2 separate regions of the Canis lupus genome follow, and region 1 is linked to region 2. The links are chromatin contacts, called in public Hi-C maps. All regions are on one chromosome and are shown on one strand. Each heading gives the region's core, a stretch centred on a gene start, on an enhancer-like site or on the middle of the called end of the contact. The rest is flanking DNA. Distances are from core to core; before and after follow the strand shown. Region 1 holds the start of UBXN4 (UBX domain-containing protein 4). Region 2 holds the start of R3HDM1 (R3H domain-containing protein 1).

Region 1 (7,351 bases), core at 4,744-7,243, 210 kb after region 2:
TGAGTGAAGTTCGGAATATATTCAAGAATTTCTTCTCTTTTTAAATTTATATGCATCCATAAGCCTTATCTTGTAACTAAACTATTCTCTCACTGGTCTACAGGCAAGTGATTATCCTTTGTATAATCTTTGTAATTTTTTTACAGGTTTCCCTCTTTCACTCAAGAAAAAACAAAAATAGAGATTATTTTTCCCTTTACATGTTTTTTATATAACGGCTTTGCAATATATAAGTCATACAGCCTCCTCTGGTGGTAAACAGGTACAAGCTTTTATGAACAACAAAAAAAGAGGTCCCACGGTGGGACTTTATATTTCAAGATGATAATACCAGTCCAGCTTTGATTTCTTCTTCAAACAATGGTAAAGGGCTGGCACTGAGTCATTCACCTTCTTATGATTATTGGAATATATCTGAGTGGCTAGCATTAAGAATTCCATTTGTGATGGGTTTTTACCTGTGCAAGTTGATGTAGAAATCTTTGTGGTGGGGAACCTTTGGCTTCATGATACTAACAACCCAGTTGATCCACAAAAGGCATAAGGCATTGTGGGAGATAGATTAAATAGAATTGCAGCTTTTTATCTTTTGGAGGAAAGAAGACATAAACCCAGAAACTTCAATAGCTACATCAAATAAAATGTTCACAGGAGAAAACGACTATGAGAAACTGCACTCTTCCTCCAGATGTGCCACTTTACCTTACCAATTGTCTTCAGGTTCTCAGATGGAAGCCAATCCTGAGCAGGTTGGTGAAATACCAGACAACATCGTTTGTATACTTATGCCTGTCTGATGCCAGCTGAAGATGTACAGCACGGTTGGCAAACTCAAATACTTAATACTTGATAGTGCCAGAGAGTAAATAAAAAAGCAAAGTATAGGACACCTAGGTGGCTCAGGCAGCTAAGCCTCCGACTTTTGATCTCAGCTCAGGTCTTGATCTCAGGGTCATTGAGTTCAAGCCCCATGCTTGGAGCACATGGGCTTGGAGCCCACAATGGGTGTGGAGCCTACTTTAAAAAAAATATTTTTTTAATGCAAAGCTTAAAAGTAGGAGAGGCTGTGGCAGACTAGTGTACACATGAATTTTCTCAGACCGCAGTCATTAAGAGCATCAGGAGACCAGATACAGCTCATGGGCTTCAGCACAAGTGCAGAACCAAAACCTTCAAAGCTCCCACACTGCCCAGACTCAAAGGGAGCTGGGGTCCTGTATGGGATAAATAGCTGCATGACCATGGAGGCGCCTGGGTGGCTCAGTCAGATAAGTGTCTGCCTTAAGCTCAGGTCATGATTCCGGAGTCCCAGGATCAAGTCCTATATCGGGCTCCCTGCTCAGTGGGAGTCTGCTTCTCCCTCTCTCTTTACCCCTCCCTCAGCTGATGCTCAGTCTCTCTCTCAGATAAATAAATAAACAAACAAATAAACTCTTAAATATATAGCTACAGGACCTCTATGAACAAACCTGAAGCAGGCTCTAGTGATGGTCACAGAGGAGAACTTATAGAGTTCAAGAGTTGGAAAACTAGAGAATTTATGGTCTGCCAAATGGAATAGTTCCCCATTTCGGCCCAGAACCACTGTGGATAACCCGTCTATTTTTTATGACCAGAAGCCAAATTTGCGAATTCACAGTGGGGTCAGGCATGCGGGTCAAGCTGTTATAGTGTGTGTTCTTCCAATGGTCATAGACATACCAAGTAAAACCTGACTTTCTCTTCAGTGCCTCTAGACCCAAGAACAGGCCTGCTTTCTAAGATCCCTCAAAGAAGAGCTCATTGCAATGAAACCATTCTTTTTGTATCAAAGAAGTCCGTAAATCCTTGAAGCCTAGCTCACAGGAAGTCTTTTATCTCAAGAACCCAGTGTGGTAGTGGGAAGGAAAACAACAGGATATAACTATTAATACTGTATAACCATATTTCATAATTTGCCTGCTACACATCAATAAACAAGCTTCTCTTTAAGGGTCTGAATGTAAAATGGAACTTAACTTTTCATCATTGATTGAAGTCCAAAATAAGATTGATGCCATTTCTTCCAGGAGACCATCCCTGCGCCTTCCTTCTTCTCTGCAACACCCTGTACATGGCATTTTCATTTTACCCAAACTAATGTGTTATGGTCACCCATTTATATATTAGTCTTTTCCACTGACTAGAATGTAAGCTTTTTTTTTTTTTTAAGATTTTATTTATTTGACAGAGAGAGAGAGCACAAGTAGGCAGAACGGCAGGTGGAGGGAGAGGGAGGACAGACTCCCCACTGAGTAGTAGCCTGACAGGGCTCAATCCCAGACCCTGGGATCATGACCTAAGCCAAAGGCAGATGCTTAATTGACTGAGCCACACAGACGCCCCAAGTGTAAGCTTTTTGAAGATAAATATAAGATTTTTTTAATATATAAATATATATATATTTTTTAAGATTTTATTTGTTTATTCATGAGAGACACAGAGAGAAAGAGAGAGAGAGAGAGGCAGAGACACAGGCAGAGGGAGAAGCAGGCTCCATGCAGGGAGCTCGACGTGGGACTTGTTCCTGAGATTCCAGGATCAGGCCCTGGGCCGAAGGTGATGCTAAACCACCGAGCCACCCGGGCTGCCCTTGTTTATACTTGCTACACACCCCTGTAGATGTTAGAGGTTGAGACTTCAGTCATATACTCTTGTCTCACCTCGCTTTGCATATTCCATAAGCGATAGCATCCTCCAGAACCTCAATTATCTCTCATATGTAAAGAATTCCTACCTCTAGGTTTAAGAACTGTTTTCTGAGCTCCAAACCTAATATCTGCAGACTTAATATCTCCACTTTGTGTCTCCAGCACTCCAAAAACATGTCTAATTAATCCTGAACTCACATCTTCACTCACTCCTCCCCCTCAACCTGCTCTTCCTTCAATGTTCTCCCTCTCCATAGCACCTTCTATACAATTTCTCAAGACAGAAACCCAGGATTTCTTCTGGACTCCTCCTTCCTCAAATTCTGTATCTAATAAACCAACAAAACCTCTTGGGTCTGCTTTCAACAAAACATCAAAGGTATCCACTTCTCCATTTCCTTTACACATGGACAGTAGCCTCTTAAACCAGTTTCTTCACATTTACCCATTCCACTTCCAATTTAAATTGTAGCATACTCGCATGTTAAAAACACAGGTCTTATATGTAACTCCTCTGTTTAAAATTCTTCAATGGCGGGGCACCTGGGTGACTCAGTGGTTGAGCATCTGCCTTTGGATCAGGGTGTGATTTGGAGTCCCGGGATGGAGTCCCTGCTTCTCCCTCTGCCTATGTCTCTGCCTCTATGTATCTCTCATGAATAAATAAATAAAATATTTATAATAAATTTAAATAAAATTCTTCAATGGTTTTAGAAATATATTTGCAATCTTTAACATGACTTCCAAGGCCCTGTATGATCTAATTCTTGCCTATTTTTCCAACCTTATCTGCACCAAATTCCCCTTCCTATGTTCTAGTAACACGGGACATTTCAGTTCAAGTGTACTGTTCTCACTTGCCTCAGAGGATTCACATTATTGTTTCCCCTTTTTTTTTTTAAACAAATTCCTTTTTAAAAAAGAATATTTATTTATTTATGATAGAGAGAGAGAGAGAGAGATAGAGAGAGAGAGGCAGAGACACATGAGGAGGGAGAAGCAGGCTCCATGCCGGGAGCTCGACGTGGGACTCGATCCCGGGACTCCACGATCACACCCTGAGCCAAAGGCAGGTGCCAAACTGCTGAGCCACCAGGCATCCCCCCTGTTTTCTCTATCTTGATTAGTCTTCTCCTTCACCTGGTTAGGTTTTTCTCCCTGATGTGTCATTTTTTTCTTAACTCTGCTCTCCATGTTTGGTCACATCATCACACACTTCTGAAGCACTTAGAATCTCCCCTTTTGTGACATTCATCCTCACATACAATCACTTGTTCAATGTCTGCCTTCTTCTTTAGATTGTGCAGTCACAAAGGCAGGGCCCTTGTCTGACTGCCTCACTTTACCCATGCCAATTATGTATGTCTAGCTCCTAGTAGATGAGCAATAAATATTTGATAAATGAATTAAAGGCTATGAATGGTTCTTACATTGTTTAAGTCTAACATTAGAAATAAAGACATCACTCTACTGAAAGAATTTATAGGTAAACTGAATTTTAAGAAATCCATTTAAAGTTGATATACAAGAGGCCTGATTAGAAAAAGGTAAATATAAATTGGATTGCAAGCTGTTAACTGTTTTTAGGTAAAATATTTAGAGGAAAGAGGTGTTTTGGGCAGCCCAGGGCGTGATCCTGGAGACTGGGATCCTGGAGACCTTGCATGGAGCCTGCTTCTCCCTCTGGCTGTGTCTCTGCCTCTCTCTCTCTCTGTGTCTCTCATGAATAAATAAATAAAATCTTAAAAAAAAAAAAAGAGGTGGGGATCCCTGGGTGGCGCAGAGGTTTGGCTCCTGCCTTTGGCCCAGGGCGCGATCCTGGAGACCCGGGATCAAATCCCACATCGGGCTCCCGGTGCATGGAGCCTGCTTCTCCCTCTGCCTGTGTCTTTGCCTCTCTCTCTCTCTCTGTGACTATCATAAATAAATAAATTAAAAAAAAAAAAAGAGGTGTTTTCAGATGTAGCACCTTAATTCTGCAAAGATTGTCAAATGATTGTACCGCCGAGGGGGCAATTCAATCGATGTAGGATGTATAATATAATAATCTATGCAACTTAAAAAAATATAAACCTTAGCTAATAGTTCTTAGAGGCTGTAATTCCAGAACGTATTAAATATGGATCAGTTTTCGTTTTATATTTTTAATTTTTTTTAAATGATTTCATTTTTAAGTAATCTCTATGCACAATATGGGGCTGGAACTCACACCCCAAGATCAAGAGTCACGTGCTCCACCGACTTAGCCAGCCTGAGCTCCGGGTCAGTTATTTTAATGGCAACTAACCACGAAATGCCATATCTCGATTAGAGGACATTCTCATATGAAATTGTAAACAAAAGCATTACCTGACCTCCTCTTTTGTATTACCATGGAAAATGAATCGTTATTGTCTGTCTCTTTTTTTTTTTTTTTTAAGATTTTATTTATTTATTCATGAGAGACACAGAGAGAGGCAGAGACCCAGGCAGAGGGAGAAGCAGGCTCCCTGCAGGGAGCCCGACGTGGGACTGGATCCCGGGACTCCAGGGTCGCACCCTGGGCCAAAGGCAGGCGCTAAGCCGCTGAGCCACCCAGGGATCCCGATTATTCTGTTTCCAAGTTACTTTGGGAAGTAGCTGTGGCAACAGCGTAGCCAGTGTTTTGAGGTTCCGGACCGAGGCCTAGCGGACAACTAGTGAATTGCCGGGGCCCTGCAGTCTCCCTCCAGCCGCCCTGGGGTCAGGGGCTGTCTGGTACCACGGAAGGGGGCTGCGGTGGTTTTCACCCTCTCTTCCCCTAAGTTGGGCTGACAAGTTCAGCAGAATCAAAGCCCACTTCGTTCCATACAGAGAAACACCCCCTATCGCACAACGGCCACTAATCATTAAAAAAAGAATTACATCGTCCACAATTAGGGCTCTCCTCGGGGCGGAGCGGGGACGACTTCCTCCATATGTAAGGTGTCCAAGAGCATCTCCTCCACCAGGAGCACCGCGTCCGCTCCCCTCCTCTACGACTTGAGAAAAGGCGCTCACTGCCGCCCCCTTCAGCCGTTCCCTCGGAAACCACAGTCACATCTTCCACGCCAGGGGAAAAGCGAGCCTGGGAAGACTACCACTCCCGTCATGCCTCACGCGTCGCGCCGCCGACGCGCCGTAGCGGCGAGTCATCTTTCCCACCGGCTTTTTCCGCTTCCGGAACGGCGGGGTCTGAGGCCCAGCGGCTGCGCGCACGCCCCAACGTGCCAACGAGACAAGGCTCTGGGGCGTGGCGCCGACGGCGACGTGTTGCGTCACGGGACGCAGGGAGCGCCCGGCCCGCGCGCTTGCGCGCACCCCGAGGGGCTGCTGACTGGATTGCGAGCCTGCGCGGAGGCGGGGGGCCGGCCGCTGGGGCTGCGGGGGCCGCGGGGCCGACGAAGGGGAGGGCGGGGCCGCTTCGGGACCGCGGCGACGACACTCGGAGCGAGCGCCTGGGCCCGAGGAGAGCGATGTTGTGGTTCCAGGGCGCCATTCCGGCCGCCATCGCGTCGGCCAAGAGGAGCGGCGCGGTCTTCGTGGTCTTCGTGGCAGGTGAAGGGGGCGGGGGCCCGAGTTGTGGCCGGACGCCCCTCCGGCCTCGCTCCCATCCCAGGGCGCCCCTGCCCTTGCTCGGCGCTCCGACAGACCCGGGCCGCCGTCGCCGGCCTCCCAGCGCCTCCGTCGTCCGTCGGGGGCTCGCCGGGCCCGGCCGGGCCCCCGGCGCCCGCTTCTCCCCTCACCCCGGCCTGAGGCGCCGTCCCCGCCTCGCCCCCGGAGCGCGCGGAGCCCCGCCCACCGCCCTGGCGGAGCCCGGGGCCCGCGGCCGCGTCCCGCAGGCCCCGCCCCCCCCGCCCGCCGCGCTGCGGGGCGCCCCGCACGGGGTGGGCGCAGGGACCCAGCAGCGCCTGCTCGGCGCCCGGGTCACCCCTCTGTCCCCCCGGACGCGCTCCGCGACGCTTGAACGCGGGTGTAGCCTGAGTGTTTAGGTGCGGGTAGAGACAGGTCGTTCTGCAGACGGTTGGGTTCGTAATTAGTTGTGGACTGTCAGGAAGAAAGCTGTGTCATCGGTAAGCCACAAAGAGAAGCCACCTGATGTTCACGGCTGCTGGCGGTCGCACGTTCCTGAAACGCAAACTTTTGAGCTTTATATAGGTTGGATTTTTCTTTTTTCTTTCTTCTTTTTTTTTTTTTTTTAAATAATAATGAGAGGGGGCAGAGAATCTAAGGTGGAATATTTGCCGAGTCGCAACTTGATTTTTGTGCCGTTTGTTGAGAAGAAGTCGACGTTGAGTCCTTGGTTCGTTTTTGTCGTCTGCCAGGCCTGGTATCTGTAGTTTCCAGAGCGTGAGCTAACTCGTTTATCCTGTGTTAGCTCTGGTTTGTTTTGCTCCGTCTTTTATTACTGCCCTGTTTTATGACAGAAATCTTCGGGATTTACAGTTAAAACCTATGCCTGTGTGGTTTTGCTGATTCTCATGACATGAATCAAATTCGCGCTTGTGACTTATGTTACTTTGCGGAGTATTATTATTATTTTTTTTTAGGATTTTATTTAATTATTCATGAGAGAGCCACAGAGAGAGGCAGAGACACAGGCGGAGGGAGAAGCAGGCTCCATGCAGGGAGCCCGAGGCGGGACTCGATACCGGGTCTCCAGGATCATGCCCTGGGCCGAAGGC
Region 2 (6,755 bases), core at 3,371-5,870:
ATACTGATGCAACTCTTAAATTGAAACTTGAAAGAAGAGCAAGGGTTCGCAGATGGACAATCAAGATAAGGATATTCTAGAGAAGAAGACGCCGTATTGCAAAAACACAAAGTTTCAGAAAATTCTAAGCAGTTTAGTATAGCTAAAAACTATGATGCTTGTGACAGGTGGTAAAGAAGTAATAACAGGTCAGGTCCGGGAGGTTCTCATATGCCATGTGGAAAAAAAAGTCTGGGCTTTATCCTGTAAGAAATCAGGGGACTTTCCTAGACTTTAATCAGGTCATTAGTTTACAAAGATTACTTTGTCAGATTGAGGGGAAGAGATGTGAGGGCAGGCACAAACTTTTAGAAGTCTACCACCACAAAGAGCCCAGAAATACGATTTTGAATTTCTTGGTTTCAGATTCCTATATTTAATTACCTACCTGACATTTTGGACATCTCACAGACATTTCTAGCCTAAATGTCCAAAATCAAAGTCTCATTTCTCTACCAAAGTTGTTTGCTCCCTGCCCAAACTGTCAGTAATAGTACAACCATGCAAGTTACTCAAACCAGCAATTTGGGTTCACTCTTGATTTTTCCCTCTTCTTTAGCCATCAAATTAAATCTATTTATTCCTAATTATTCCCAGGGCATATTTCAAATGCATCCATTTCTTTCCAGTTCCATTGCCATCCCAAGCTATCATTACTCAACTGGAATAGTACAATAGCTCCCAAATGGACTCCCCCACATTTTTCTTAATGTCAGCTGGTTTCCTTAAAGCACTTATTATTTACCAATTCCTCTTATCTATTTACTTGAATTTTGTCTTTCCCTCCTATTAGGATGCCTTCATAAAGCCAAGGACCGTAAACTGTCTTATTTTACTTCAGCATGCTAACATCAGCCAGGTCAATAAACAATATCAACAAAACTATCAGACAGTTACCATAGGCCAGGCACTATTCTATGTGTTTTACATATAGTAAGTCATTTCATCCTCACAACGACTTATGACGCAGTATTCTATCATCTTAATTTTATAGACAAGAAAACTAAGGCACAGATTGTTAACTAAACTGCACAAGGTCACACAACAAATTCATGGCAGAACCCAGATTCAAACCTAGGAAGCCTAGACTCCATTCTCTTGATTATAGCCAGGACTTTTCTTAGCAGATGCTCAATAAATATTTCTTGACCAAATAAATGAGAAGAGGAACAGGTTTAGGGGACATGTTGAGTTTGAAGTACTTAGAGAAGGCTATGCGGCACAGAGGGATAGTTATAATAAGCATGCAGAAATCATCAGCTTCTACTGGAAACAGCTTATAAAATGCAAGCCTCTTTATAATAAAAAGTGATCATATAATTTTTAAAAATTGAACATGCTTTTAAAATGTAAGCTTTTAGGTTCAATTCTGTAATAAAAACATGTTTGCACAAACCATAGAAGACCTCACCAAGCCTTGATTGCATCTGTGAAAAATTCTGTATTATTAATATGAAATGAAATACTTGTCTCTAAGTAACATTCAGTATCTATACAAATGTCAAACTTGTGCTTTATTAAAATATAGAAGTGCTGAGATGTACTTTTAATTTGACAAAATGATACCAAAATCCATCTTAAAAAAAATATAAGAAAATGTGAGAATATCTAAAATATCTAAAAAAGAAGAGTGGAAGCACACTTTACCTACTTGATATCAACAAATAGTCCAAAGTTAGAGAAATTAAGTTAATGTGTATTGTACAAGTCAAAGAACAATGAACAAAGAAATGAAAACAGGATCCTGAAGAGATATGTGTGCATCCATGTTGGCTGCAGCATTGTTAATAGCTAGGAGGTAGAAGCAATCTAAATGTCCATTGGCAGGTGAACAGATAAAATGTAGTATCCACATATACTATGGAATGGAATACTATTCAGCCTTAAAAAAGGAAATCCAGTCATATGCTACAACATGGATGAACCTTGAGGACATGATGTTAAGTCAAAGAAGGACCAACACTGCAGGATTCCACTCATACGAGATATCTAAAGTAGTCATAGTCGAACTCTCAAAAACAAAGTAGTATGGTAGATACCAAAGGCTGTGGGAGGAGGGAAAGGGGAATTGTACAAAACATACACTTTGTTTTGCAAGATGAAAAAGTTCCAGATATCTGTTAAATGACAAGCTAACATACACTCGATACTAGTGTATGATACACTTAAAAATGGTTGATTGTAAATTTTATGTTTTCTACCACAATCAAAAAGTTAGTCAGAAACAATGTAGATATCCATCACTAAGAATTGATTATGTTGGAGACAATGAAATACCAGATAGCAATAAAAAATGATATTTTAAAAAATGATATTAACACATACCCAGTCATATCCACAGCCTGTTGTTGAATTTTGTTTAAAAAAAAAAAAAAAAGGCTTACAAGAAAGCAAGGTAGTAATGATAGCATTTGGGCAAATGTCTGTACCTATACTAGAAGGATCTGTAAGGATATCCACCCCAATTTAATGTTGGGGTGGTATGTTATCCAGACATACCATACTGGTGGTATGCCATACTGGTGGTATGTCTGGATAACAGTATTAGAGATGACCTTTTTAATACTCTCCTGTGCTTTTAAACACGATTAGTATATATTCTGCATGTGACAAAGGATACTTCAAAAGAAGTGATTGCCACCAACAGTTCCAGAATTCTAGAATGGAATTTTACATTTCTCTCTCTCATGTGTCTACAGCACATACTGGGAAATAAATATTTGAGAGGCAAGATGAGTAGTGATTAAGAGATCAGAAATGAGACAGACCTGGATATGAATCTCAGCTACAAAATTACCTGATCAAGGCCTTAAATGGTCTTAATGAACGTCATTGAAGACCAATTTCTTCAACTATAAACCTCACATACCAATACTGGTAGATTGCTGCAAGAAAAATGACCTTAAAGCACTTAATATCCTTCCTGGCTGAGGAAACACTCAATAAAATGATGGCCACAATGACTATTTCTTGACTTGATTCACGCTGGAAAAACTCCCGACACAACAAAAAGAAAAACAAAACTAAACATCCTCTAAAAAAAAAAACTACACTGCAAAATTGTATTGAAAAACCCAACCGCATTAAGAAAGGAGATCTACGTTCTCTAGACCTGAAACTAATAAAATACTGTGTTAACAAACTCGAATTAAAATAAAGAATTTTTAAAAAAAAAGGAGGTAATGCTTTGACTGTTGGTCCCACAACACTGATGCTTTGGCCAAAAAAAAAAAGAATGGTAATGGGCCGTTTTTGAGTATGAATCCTGTGCCCTTGTGTTATCTCCCACCAACCAGTCTTTAGAAGAAGTGTGTTTGTAAATATGGAAGTCATTAAATCAGAACTTCTAAGCCCATTTTTGGTCAGACCGGCGACCTGAAGCCATGCTTCGTGCACGCAAAGCGGCTAAAAACCGTAGGGGCTCCCTCCACAAATGCAACGCAAGCTAAGCGTGAGCAAGTCAAAAGATAAGAAAAATGGGACTCTGGGATTGGAGACGAGGGACGGAGGAAGGCATTCCAGGCTGGAGAACTACGCGCCATCCCCTTTCACCCGCTCTTTCTTAAAACACAACTGCATGCCGTTCAACTTCGTTATCTGTCTCGAGAGAACCTACGGACTTGCCCGCCACGCCACCCTGAAAACCACACCTGGTGCGCTCGCCGCAGGGTCTCCAACTCCCGCCACAGGCTGGGCTGGCGTCCGCCCCAAGGCGGAAGTGACTTCAAAGGGACAAACTGAAAATAAGAGAGTTCAAACACCAAGAATCTAAAACCCCTGTGGCGTTCTGAGAAAACTCTCCTCTGACTTCTCTTCTAAGCCTCCCCTCTCGAGCGAGGGTGGCGATTCGCTACAGCCCTGCAACCGGTTCCCCCGCCCCAAACCATCTCCAGTCGGGCCCCTTTCATTGGCCAACGAGGTGCCGCGGGTACCCCCCCCAGGAACTACAATTCCCGTCAGGCCCCACGGGAAGTAAAAGCAGGAAAGGACGGTGGAGGGGGCAAAGCATATTGGGAAATGTAGTTCCCTGCGGGCCTTACAGAGCTGGAAACCCCGCCTTCCTCCACTGAAGCTGGAGAAACCAGGTGTTCGGCTTAGAACCCGTTACCGCTAAAGGGAGGAGCCAAGACCTTAAGCGGCATTCCTCACTTCCCCCCACATGGAGGATGAAAATATTCACCCAGTCCTAGAAAGCTCTATAAATAGTCCCTGAAGAAATATGGTTGTCTCTCCTATACCTCCAGGTCTGTAAAAACTCCACAGAACTCCCACACGCCAGGCTCCCAACTCGTGGGAAAAGGTGCCTTCTTTACAAGTGGGCAAAATGGCTGTCCTCTTAGTTCTTCCATTGGTCGTCCTCTGCGTCGTTCAAGGGCGGTTACTCATTACCGATTGGTTCTTTCTCCCTTGAGGGTGGAGGAAGACTTGGCACCGCTCTCCCGCGGCCCGGGAGGAGATAAGGGGGTGGAGGAAAGGCCGTTTGTTCAGGCACGATTGGCTGGCCCTCACGTCACTCAGAGTGCCTCTAACCTATGATTTGTCGGCTGCCCCTCCAAGAGAACGAAGGGGCGGGGCTAGTGCGTGGTGGGAAGGGGCGGGATTCTGCCAGCCGCGGCTGCCGCTGGAGCCGGTGTCCGGGCTGGTGATGGGGTTAATTCCCTTTCGTAAGACTCTTACTTGCACCCACCCAGCCCCGCCGTCGCCCCGCCGCGCCGCGCTCCAACCGCCTCCTCCTCCTCCTCCTCCTCAGTAACGCGGGTAAGAGATGCCCTCCCCTCCCCCCTCCAGCTCCCCGGGAATAACGCGCCTCGCTCCCCTCCCCCGCCCGCCAACCGGTAGCGCTAACGGAGAAGGAGGCAGGCAGGGGAGAGATGTGTGCGAGAAGGTGGCCTCCGCCGCCGGGCCATCGGCGCTCCAGCCGGGCCCCCGCCGAGGTGCCGCCGCTGCCAGCCCGTCGGGAGGTCGGGTTCCGAGGGAGCCCGGCTCGCCTGGCCCGCGGCTGCGGCTGCAGCTGCATCCACTACCTTGCGCCCACCGCCCCCACCCGGGGGCCATGTGAAAAGCAAACCCCTCGAGGCCTAGCGGAGGAGGCAGGGGAAAGGTTCCCGAGTCCCTGCCATGGCTGCTGCTTGCTGCCCTTGCAGCCCCAGGGACCCGGGAACCAGCCCCAGCAGGCCTGGCAGGAGCGGGTGCCGCGCGTGGTGCTGCTCTCTCGGGCGGCCGGCCCCCGTGCCTCGGGCTCCCCGGCCCCCGCACGCCTCGGCCCCTGGCCCTGCACCCCGAGGATTGTTAGAAAGGAAACACGGCGTTCCGCCGGCTGGTGAAATGCAGGCACACCTTGCCGGTGCTACCAGAGAAAAGCACAATGGGAATGTTGAAAAGAAAGTTGAATGACTGTCAGCGCCACGGACCCCGGGGGTCGGATTTACACACACACTGTGGTTGAGCCTGAGGCTCAGACCTGTGTCTTTGAAGTTTTTTTGTTCTCTTTTTGTTGTTGTTGTTGTTAGTAGGTGCACAGCAGAGTGCCTCTGCTTTTTTGAGCTCGCTTTTATGTAGGAACAAATTGTTGAGGCTATCTTGTCCCGTGTGGAATGGTCCTGGATAGCAAGTGGAGGAAAAGTAAGGCTTGGTAAAATAACAGATGATTTTTCGAACACGATGTTCCAGAAAATACGTGTAGATTGAAATCTCCATGGTTATAGCTCGCCTAATTGTAATTCTGAAGAAACCCTTTGCTGTTAGCTTAGATGTCAGTGATTGCAAGAACTTTTGAGTAATGAAAAGGTGGTTAAAGTCTTAACTGGAAACTAACCTCGTTGTAATATTTGAAAGAGTAAGGTCTGTGGGATAATTAATATAGTTGGATACCAGTGTAACTAGAGTAACTGAACACACTTCAATTTGATAAAACTTGGCGTATTTGAGAACGAATGCTTTTTCCTCACATATTGATTAGGCGCTCATCTTTTAACACCTTGTGGGGTTTTTTTGTTTGTTTGTTTTGGTTTTGGGGTTTTTTTGTTTTTTGGTTTTTTTGCATGGATGGGTCCTTAAATAATGGATTCTATAAATTGGTGGTAGACCTGGCTGTATCAAGGGTAACATTTTAGGCCCACCTCTGAGGCTTTACTTGTTGTCAGAGTACACTTGGGTTCTGAAGAAACAATCAGTTTTGACTAAGTTGTTAAGACCATTTCCTAGGGCCTAAGGAGACCCTACTGCCAGAATGATCTTACATATTCCATAACTAATAGTATTTGCATACAGAATTACATAGATCTAGATTCAGGATCTGGAAGAAATGTGGATGTTTGCTAAAAAAATAAAACACATAACCCCGAAAGGTAAGTTCTCTCAGCTCGCCATAAAGCACTCATCACTCACCTTAGCACTTTCTAAAACTTGTTGGTCAATTGATGAGTTATAGACTTGATACTTTTGGATCTCATATACTTTATGTACACAAAGGGCTGATGAAAATATAGGCGGCATATAGGCGGCTTATACATTCTCTTACTAGCTGCGGGACCCTTCTGTGAGCCTCAGTTCACCTGTAAATTGGGGATGATAGCACCTAACCCTTAGTTGGGGGGATTGGAGATGAAATCTGTATAAATATAAAGCTCCTACCATTGTGTTTAATACATAGTATGTATTATGAAATATTAGCATATAAATGCATCTTAAGAGAATGAGTTTGTTATTTATATGCA

The links. Hi-C and Micro-C count contacts between places; a contact is called where the count stands out from the background.
Region 1: a Hi-C map of blood shows a contact between it and region 2, with 2.2 times the contacts expected there. The contact joins the promoter of UBXN4 here to the promoter of R3HDM1 in region 2. A contact is called at or near these places in 2 of 9 Hi-C or Micro-C datasets (both in blood).

Annotation. Positions count from the first base shown.
Region 1 is chr19:39,994,114-40,001,464 of UU_Cfam_GSD_1.0, forward strand. It overlaps UBXN4 (UBX domain-containing protein 4), which reads left to right and starts at 5,994. Exons shown (of 13, transcript XM_038565093.1): 1 at 5,994-6,224. The coding sequence starts at 6,143.
Region 2 is chr19:39,781,780-39,788,534 of UU_Cfam_GSD_1.0, forward strand. R3HDM1 (R3H domain-containing protein 1) reads left to right here and starts at 4,621. Exons shown (of 27, transcript XM_038565089.1): 1 at 4,621-4,797. ZRANB3 (DNA annealing helicase and endonuclease ZRANB3) reads right to left here and starts at 4,493. Exons shown (of 21, transcript XM_038565063.1): 1 at 4,278-4,493.